2 separate regions of the Mus musculus genome follow, and region 2 is linked to region 1. Evidence: chromatin contacts called from public promoter capture Hi-C data. All regions are on one chromosome and are shown on one strand. Each heading gives the region's core, a stretch centred on a gene start, on an enhancer-like site or on the middle of the called end of the contact. The rest is flanking DNA. Distances are from core to core; before and after follow the strand shown. Region 1 holds the start of Grm4 (glutamate receptor, metabotropic 4). Region 2 overlaps Ilrun (inflammation and lipid regulator with UBA-like and NBR1-like domains).

Region 1 (4,872 bases), core at 1,089-3,588:
GGGTGAGCCCTCTCTGAACATGCCAGGAAAACCCACCACTATTCATGAAATGTTCCTGTAGGCTAAACACTGCCAGCTTCCAGGGCAAAGGATCATTTCTGGGGATGGTAGAAGGCAGATGAGAACGGTATCCCCCGCCCCAGGAGGGCGGGCGTGCAACGCAGGGCTGAGCAGAGACTCAGCGCACAGGTCCCAAAGATCCCACCCAAGACAAGAAGCTGACCAAGGCTGGGGGGTTCTTCCAGGAAGCAATCTACTCAGAACCAACACCCACAGCACACTACTGCCTGCCCAGGGCCTGCAAGGGTTCTCTGCGATGGTCTCCCACAACCTCCATGGGAGGCTCTGAGCTTCTACTGGGAGCAGCTCAGGAAAGTTCCCAAGTTCTCAGCTCTTCACCAAAGGCCTGTCACCTCCTCCCATGCACAGGAGACTGAGCCCAGGGGAAAGAGGGCCAAGACCAAGCCACCTGAGAGGTAGGGAGCTGTCAAGTGGCTACCCAGGAAGACAGCTACCCAGGGCTGCTTAGGTGTTAGGCTGAGGTGGAGAGACCCTCTAGCAACACTAGGTGCTTAGCAGGGTCACCCTCAGAGTACTGGCCTTTCTGCCTGCCCTAAGTCCCATCCAGAATCCAGAGTAGAGGGGGTGGAAGGTGGAGGGGTGGGGGTGGCACACACACACCTCCCGCCAGACTCACAGCAAGGGTGGCATCACACTGCCACTATGGCTTGCGGCACCCTAGCCCTGAAAGCCAGTTCAGAGGGTGTCCCCAAAAGCCAGCTTTCTCTCTAGCCAGGGGCAGCCGATTGTGAGACGATCAAGGAGAAGAAACCAGGTACCCCCTGCAGAAAGGATTGTCTGACAACGAGTGTGTCGCTCAGGACCTAGGGGCAGAGGGCGCTCGTCCTTTGGGCTCAGGACTCCCCGCCGCTGTGCCGCTGCCCCAGCTCAGCACAAACAACCACGCAGCGCCGGGTGCGGGGTGCGGGGGCGCAGCGCACAGTCAGGCCTCCACCTCGGCCCCGCCCCCGCGCGGGGAGGGGACACGGTTGCCCGCGGGCTCGGGGAAGCGACCCTGGAGCAGGGACCTCCCCCGCCACACGCGCGCTCACACAGAGCCCTTAGAGACGCTCGGTTCACCAGGGTTTCAGAGAGGGTTCGGTCCCAAGTGTCCAGAGAAAGCCTGACCTCAGGTCCCGGGGCTGCGGAGAGACCCCAGACCTGCAGCGCCACCGCAAACCACGGCGGCGGCTGCAGGCGGGAGGCGCTTCGGCTCCAGCCAGTGGCGAAGGTGGTGCCGGGGCTGGATGCGGTTCTCAGAGCAGGGAGCCTCAACACGGGGCTGGCGCTGCCCTCTGGCCGAGGACCACGGCGCAAAGGCGCACACCGCGCCCCGCGCCCCCACAGCCTAGCCTCTCCGCAGAGGGGACGCGCGGCTGTCACCGTCCCCATCGGGACCAACTCCACCTGTCATCAGTGCAGCCCCGTCACAGCCCCCATCCCACTTTCCCCCAGACCCGCAGACAACACTGCCCCATCCCTGAGGGGGCAGCGGAGGGGCGGCCCCAGCCCGGAGGGAAGCCCCTGTCCCTGGGTCCTGCGCCCTCCTCCTGGAACTAGGGAGAGCTCGCAGAGGCCACCTCCTCAAACGCCGGGGTCCCCGCCGCAGCCCGCGCTCCCGGAGGCCGGAGGGCATCGTCCCCTCCGCCCGTGCCCCTCGGGCCACAACTCACCGCGCATCGGCGAGGTGAACGCCACGGCTAGGGGTCGGCTGCGCCCGGGAAGTGCAGGGAGGCGGCGGCCAGCTCTTAGCTGCTCGCGGTGCCGGGAGCCCGGGCCGCGGCGGGTGGCGCTGACGCTGCGGACCAAACCGGGCGCCGAGCCGCCGGCGGTCCCGGGCGCGGCGGGGAGGAGCTGGCGGCCGCTTTGGCCGGAGCCTCGGAGCAACGAGCGGTGGCGCTCGGCTGCTGCTCCCGGGAAGCTGGAGCTGGGAGCGGCCGCCACGGTGCCCGTGCTGCTGCTGCTGCCGCTGCCGCCGCCGCCGCCGCCGCGGAGCCCGAGAGCGCGGGCGAGGCGGTGCGGGGCGCTGCGTGCGCCGAGGATCGGGGCTGGGGAGCGAGCGCAGCCGGCCGGGGTGCGGGCACCTGACGGCGGCGGCGGCGGCGAGGAGAAAATGGGAGCGTGCGAGCCTAGCACAGGGAGCCGAGCGGCGCGGGAGGGGCGCGAGCGCCGGGAGCGCGGGCCGAGGGCCGAGGGGGCCGCACGGCTCCCGGCGCCCACCGCCCTGCCGCACCGCACGCGCGAGCCCAGCCCGCAAGTTTGCGCCGCGAGTGCGGGGCGAGCGCACCACGCTTCCGCCGGCCTTTTAAAGAGCGAGAGCCCGGGTCCACCCCCACACACCCGCACCTCCACCTCCGGAAGCTGGGACTCGCCACCCCTCCACGCCCTCCCCGCCGGCGGCTCCCGCTCCCTCCGCACCCGGTTGTCGCCCGCTCCCGGAAGCCTCCCCTCTTACACTCCTCCTACCCACCCCCCAATCAGCCCCGTGAGCGCGCCATCTCACTACCCGGGCACCCCAAAGACGCGGCGAAGATCCCTCCTCACCCACACAAGTCGAGGGTCAGGGAACCCAGTTTCCCGTCGCACACCCTGCAAAGTACAGCAGAGCCTAGGGACCCTTAGGGGCGAGCCGTACCCACTCGGTGCGTCACTGGAACCCCCCACCCGCGGGGCCGCTTCTCATAGCCGCGCACACACGTGGCGTGTGCCCCCCTGCGGCATGCTCATTTGCACATTTCTGTCATAGCATGCCAAGGAAGGAAACTGAGGCCCAGAGACGTCAATCCACCTGCCCAGGTCTCACGATCTGTGGAGAGGAGCGCTTTTACCCTGAAGCACTAACACCCCAGAGCCCCCAAAATAGGGGAGCAATTTACACACACACACACCCGATCCACTGAACACGGTGTAACAGGTGGCCTGAACTAGCCCCAAGAAGAGTTCCTCAGCTCAAGAGGTTGGCAGCTCGCTGCCCCCTTCCCCTCGCGTGGGCTTTGATGATCCCGGAAGGGTGCCTTCGAGGCAGGCCTAGAGGAAGGCAGGGACAGACCACGCAATCCTTGAAGAGCTGCAAACAGGCCCAGACTGCAGAAGTGGCTTCCCCGGGAGCCCCAAGAAGTGGCGAGCCTCATCCTGGGTGCTACCGTGCTGGGGAGCCAGGGGAGTGGGTGGCTGCTAACAGCTGGAGAGGGGGCCAGGGCGCAGAGTGCCACCTGGTGTTCACTGTGCCCAGGCCTGAGACACTCCGCCATCCTGACTGCTAGACCCCCTGATTTCCAAAGAACCTAGAGGAATGCTTGGGAGAGTCCAGGACTAGCAAGGCCCGAGCTATCTCTGTCTGCTTCTCTCCCTGATCCCCTACCAATGCAGGCCTCCATCGCCAGCTCTCCAGACCATGAAGGCCAGCGCGGTGACTGTTCACCACCGTTCATGCAGTGCCTGGCCCCGGGCCTGGACCCCATTGAGCTTAGGAGTGTTTGGTGTATGAATAACTGTTGTCAAACTGTGTACTCTTGTTGTTGTCACATGGAATGACCCAAATACATGTCTCCTTTACCAAGTCGGCCCGCGGTTTCTGAGAGAAGTGTGCAGATTGTTCGTTCATCTATGCTTTGTCGTGTGTAACTGACACCACTCACAGCGACAGGGCCATCTCCACGTCCCTGGGTCCTCATCCAGCCCCTGGGTCCTCCTACAAAGCCAGCATAATGGAATTGGGCTGCCTTTCTGGGCTCCTGTAAGTGGGAGCTGCCGCACTTCCCGTACAGAACATAATCCCAGCATCCTTTGGTTGGTTGGATAGATGGAGCTGAAAATTACACGGGCCCTGGTTTATTGAGAACCCAAAGGACCACATCAGACACTCCCTACCCCTGCCCCTCAGTATCGCCTCTACTCTGGCCATAATTATCCCCCACCTCCCACCAGCTGTGTTTCTAAAGGCTGTGTTTTTCAGCGATTAAAAAAAGAAACTGCTGCTGGCAGATGCTGAGCCTGTGGCTGGGCCGGAGAGCCTGTAAGTCCCCAGCCAAGACCTACATCTGCCAGACAGCCATGACACCTCAGACCACTGAAGCCCGGTGTATTCCCCCATCAGCCCTTAGCCATGGGCCCCAGGTGGCCTGACTCCTCATCCAGTTTGCTCTTTGTGCCCATCATGGAGAAGAATGGACAAGCACACATGCCCTCCCCTGGTATCTTCTGCCAGGGAGCCAGCCTCAGTGGAGGAATGATGGCCAGAAGTGACTTCCCAGGAGTCACGCAGTGCCCTGCCTGGACCTGCTTTTCCAAGGTCTCATTCAAACCACTATCTCCTAAGAACCAACTGCAGACCCTGGACCTCAGAGCTGGTTCAGGCTGGATGGAAGGGGGACAGGGCTGGGTCCTCTTTGCTGAGAGCCACTGGATGTGGGGTCCTCAACCTTTGTGAGCATGGAGTTCTCCATCTGTCTGACCTTTGACTGAGTTGAGGGTGCCTCTCAAGATTCCAGAGTGGGTAAAGCCTCGTTCCAATACCCTTTGAAGAGGTGGGGAGGCCACAAGGGCCCATCCCTGAGTCTTCTTGATGCGGAGGAAGGGTACTTAGCTCTGCCCTACGGGTTCAGGACTGTGCCCTGGAAGTTGTTCCTGAGATCTGACCTAACTCCTTCCTGCTGCAGCAGATTCTTTCCTTCTTCGAGCTCGTATTTTGTGGTTTGGGTTTTTTTCCTCTTTAATACATTTGTGTGAGTGTCTATCCATCTGTATCTGTGATTGCGAGATGTAATCATACTACAGCACACTCACAGAAGTCTGGTGATCAACTGTCAGGAG
Region 2 (4,553 bases), core at 1,950-4,449, 250 kb after region 1:
CATGCCCAGCAGGTGCTGCCCAGGGTCAAGCCTTATTACTTGTGGAGAAAAGACCTGGACTTCTTATACAGTCTGCAAAGCAAACCCAACACCAACAACTGCCTGAACCGGTCCTCACGATGCTAACCCTGTGCAGCAGCGAGAGGCATGGCTAGTCTATGAGCTTCTGCGAGGGGGGGCCTGTTAATACACGAGTCCTAAACTGCGGTGCCAGCATAAGCCTCCCCAAAGAGGGGTGCACACTGACTGTCTGAATATGAAACACTTCTGTTGGAGGTGTTTGGGATTGTTCCCCCAGCTTTTGGAATATCTGCACATAATAAGCTGACTGAGGGATGGGACCCAAGACTAAACAGTTTATTAGTATCTCGTATATAGCGTACCATTTTTATATGAAACAGAGGTTCTTAGTATAGTTTTCCACTTGACGAATCCTATTGGTATTTAAAATTTTCATATTTTGTATTTCTAGATGTAAAATGTTTGAACTTAAACTAACAGTCATCAAAGAAGCAAACACCCACATTAACTTCATTGCAACATAGTCAAACGAGCAAGCAAATCACTGAGAACTAGCTTTGCCTCAGTCACATCTCCTTTCTCTCCTAAGTCCCCGTTTGACAGCCAGCTGCTTCTGCGCACGGACCATTCCACCAATCCTTCCATACTGTGCTAAAAATGAAGGAAGGGACTTGCTCTGCTGGGGACTGAGTTCTTATCTATTATCTTGGGGGAAGGTGCCAAAAAGAAGCTGAAATTTCTTCAAAAAGGACATTTCCCAGAGACCATTTGGGTTAATCTTTTCCCCTCTATTTGAAAACTTGCTTAGACAAACCACAACATGGAAACTTTCGTATACCTGTCTTTATTTCACTTTTGTGACTTGGTTTAAATAAATAAAAAGGTTCACACAGGCTAATAAAGAGGACGGTTTGCTACATGCAGGGAACCGCTCCCCCCCCCCCCCCAGGCCTGCTCATCCTCTTCCTAGCTTTGCTTGCCCAATGCAAACATAGATAAGTACAAGGTTTTGCAGGAAGTGCTGTCTTGACACTGGACTGCACGTATCAAGTGCTGCAGCCCTGCTGGAGGGACTGGCCATCTAGGGCTGGAGACCGACCAACGTGATGGGATCCAAGGCTCTCACTAACAGGAAATGGACAAATCAGCAAAATCAAACTAGTCAAACTCATCCCCCACCTGCTGGGTGACGGTGTGCCAGGCGTTGCCACTTTCCTGGGAAAATACTCTAAAGTTCAAAGACATATTTATTTCTGTGCTGCCAGAGGTGAGTGTGGGCACCTATTTCAGGCCTGAGGACCTATCAGGGTAGACGGGAGTCATAGCCTTCCGATTCTGTCAAACTACTTAAAGGTTCTGAGTGCCTTGTAAACCATTCTATTCCAATCTCTGTGGCAGTTCCCCAGATGGTCTAAACTACTCCTGTCTGTGCACTGTCCCAGCCTATCCATCCTGTCAGCCACTCGCTTCTGTCCACCCTCCTCAGCATCCACACACCTAACTTCTCTCCCCTCCCCATCCCAGGTACCCATACGCAGCAAGCGTTGCCAGCCTTCAACCTTTCCCTGACCCAACTAAGAAACCTGCCTCGAGGAGCCAATCCAACCGAAGCTTCGAAAGTATCTGAGGGCCAGAGAGTAGGTTCAGTTGCTAGAGGGCTTATGTAGCCTATACAAAGCAGTCTTCCGCTAGAACAGTATGCTAGAACCTAGATGAGATGCTGTGGACAGGGTTCTCTCTGGCCTCTCCTAGGGCAAGGAGATCTCTAAAAAAGAAGGAAATCAGCCAGGCATGGTGGCATATGCCTTCAATCCCAGCACTCGGGAGGCAGAGGCGTAAGCAGGAAGGCTTCTGCTTGTGCCAGGCCAACCACAGCTATGCAGTTAAGACCCTGTCTCAAACCCCTCCCATCATCCATCCAAAGAAGCTGACGGAAGCACAAACAGCTTCTACCCCAGTGTTCAGGAGGCGGAAATACAAGAATTGGGCTAATGTGGGCTCCCTGCAACAACAGAGACTGAAAACTGTTCAATGGGCCCCGCACTGTAGACAAGTCACCCCAACTTTCACATGAGCTGTGGCATGCACAACCACATTCACACCCACAAAAGCAATGTTAAAATTTAAAAATTTTTAAAAAATCTCAAAAGGAAGAGGGACTGGAGAGGTGGCTCAGCAGTTTGGATGCCGGATGCTTTCCCAGGGCCAGAACTCAGCTCCCGGCTGCCTCTGACTAACACTTACACTCCAGAGGCCCTGAGGCCCTGTGAGGGCACTGATGGGCACTCCCCACACACACACATACACACAGAGTTAAAAATTATATTAACATTTTAAAAATTGATTGTAGCACAATACATTTTTTTTTTGAAAGCAAAGAGAAAAGCTGGAAAAATCCAATTTTTCCACATTCTATTTCTCTTGTCTGGCTTATGTCCCTGTCATGGTGAGGCACACTGGTGACACTTTAAAGACAGGGATCAGCAGAGGCTGTGCAGAGGAGACGCATGACTGACCACACACCATGAAGCTGCCTCTGTACAGAGCAGACAGTTGTGACTGGTCCTTAGGAACCCACTACCAGCAAAAATCCCCAGTCCCTCAGGGCTCTGCAGGGAGGGAAGCTATTCTTTCACTCTGGGATAAGCATGGGTTCTCACACGCTGAACATCTCTGTTGGAGTCGCCAGAGAAGCCTGGGTACTACTGAGTGGTGAAATGCTGTCCACAGACCCTACCTTAGAACCCCAGCAGAAATCAATGCAGAGGGGAGAGGAAAAGGGAGAGATAGTTGTGACATGACCAGTGTGACAAGCTGGCAATCCTGAGAACACAGCTGTCTTGTGCTACAAGCCTGACCAGTGTCAGCAATCTGAAACAATGCCCAGAGCCCCAAAACAAACACAGAGGAGCTTGATGGCTTTGAAACTGCTGAGGTACAAAGGAGAGTTCCTGGACATACTTCTCAGCTTCAGTCAATCAGCAATGCTACCTAACAAAAGACATTTTCTAGGTCCACACTGTTTGCTTAAATTATTTTGAAGTGCACATACAGTCCATGCCAATGCAAACACCTAGTTCTTCTGGGCCTTCAGGAGATGCAGTCATCGCACTGCATCAAACCCAGAGTCCCCTGCCTGACAAACGTTTTCTGTACAGAATGTGCCAGGCTGCCGGGTGGGCGGGGCTCATGCTCCTCCCTCTTGCTTCTTCCTCCTTGGTCATGGGTTCTCAACTGCTACAGGTGAGTGAGGAGTCTCCCTCCACACCTGACACAAATGTACATACAGACCGTGTGCACAGGACAACCAATACCATTCATCAAAATGTGCTAGAAACACCCGACTCTAACTGGGTTCTGGCCACGGCCTACTATTAAGTGCCGTGGAAAGGTGGCAGGCACTGGTGACTACTGTATTATTCTCTGCAACTATGGAAGTCCTAGAGCAGGGATGGGATGGGGGGTGCTGAGAAGGACTGAAGTTTGATTCCAAGCCCGCCCATGGTGGCTCACAGACATCTCTAACCCAGGGCCTTGGCTGTCTCCCTTGGATTTTGGGTTGCTAGTGGTTGTCACCCAAACTCTTGTCCTGCCTCAGCTTCTAGGCCTGTGTGGCTTTAGATGGGTTTCTCTTGTAGGTGACAGGGTCTGTCTGCGTGGCCTCCCTGGCCTGGAACGTGCTGCATATCTCAGGCTGTCTGCCTGCTTCTGCCTCCTCAGAATTGGAGGTGTGAGCTACATAACAAGCCTTTGTCTTTCTTCTTAAAGGTTTTTCTTTGTGGGTGGGGGTGGGAAAAGGGTTAACTCTGCAGAGTTGGCTAGACGAGGCTGGCCTCCAGTTCAGAGATCCATCTACCTCTGCTGAGACTAAAGATCTGCAACCACGATGCCTGGCCGCCGCACATCCTTTTTTCTTTCCGTCCTTCCTTTTGGTTTGCTTGCTTGCTTGGCTGACTGGTTTGTAATTTCTATGTATGAGTTTTTGCCTGAGTTGGAGTCTATGCAAACTGCAGCAATGATGCTCTAGGTGTGTTTGAGAGCACAGCTTAGGCTCTGGACTTTCTTACACACACCAACAGCTTCGAGTCAGCCATCATCTAGAGAATGACAACCGCGATACAAGGTTAGACGCCATTCGTGTGACGCAACACTCAGACGTACAACTCTGATCCTATCCTATCCTTCTCTCTTAACCTTCCTATCTAGTGTGAGGCTGCTCTTCCCTCTATGGAACGCACGGCTCCTGACCCCACCCTTCTAACCTCTCTGTCTTTTCTCCTCACACCCCACATCCGTTGTGCGCTCTTGCTGAGGAGGCCTCTCTGCTTCCACTGCTCTCTGTTCTATGCAGGGCAGAGTGACCATGGCGTCCTTCACGACATCCCTAAAGCTTTGCCACCTGATTTCTGCCCTGACTTCACACTGTACTCAGCCTCGCCTCCCCTGCAGCACCCCCACCTTGTTCTCACTCCTTGAACCCACCAGGCACATCTCTACCTCGGGGCTTGAACTGGCTGTCTCTGAGCCTAGCA

The links. Promoter capture Hi-C pulls out the DNA fragments that hold promoters and counts their contacts.
Region 2: a promoter capture Hi-C map of the C10 cell line shows a contact between it and region 1, with 2.5 times the contacts expected there. The contact joins the enhancer-like site here to the promoter of Grm4 in region 1. A contact is called at or near these places in 1 of 39 promoter capture datasets (the C10 cell line), 1 of 15 datasets of contacts at CTCF or cohesin (large pre-B cells), 5 of 484 Hi-C or Micro-C datasets (embryonic stem cells, granulosa cells, nephron progenitors and 1 more), 1 of 115 datasets of contacts at active chromatin or transcription factors (embryonic basal ganglia) and 1 of 9 other capture datasets (adipose tissue).

What each region holds. Positions count from the first base shown.
Region 1 is chr17:27,511,059-27,515,930 of GRCm38.p6, forward strand. Grm4 (glutamate receptor, metabotropic 4) reads right to left here and starts at 2,339. Exons shown (of 11, transcript NM_001291045.2): 1 at 1,734-2,339.
Region 2 is chr17:27,757,187-27,761,739 of GRCm38.p6, forward strand. All of the region lies in intron 4 of Ilrun (inflammation and lipid regulator with UBA-like and NBR1-like domains), which reads right to left. Among named protein-coding and RNA genes, the nearest start is that of Spdef, 31 kb to the left of the region's middle. Within about 2 kb of position 3,200, at least 36 of the 459 cell types and tissues checked have an H3K27ac peak or open chromatin away from gene starts, as enhancers often do.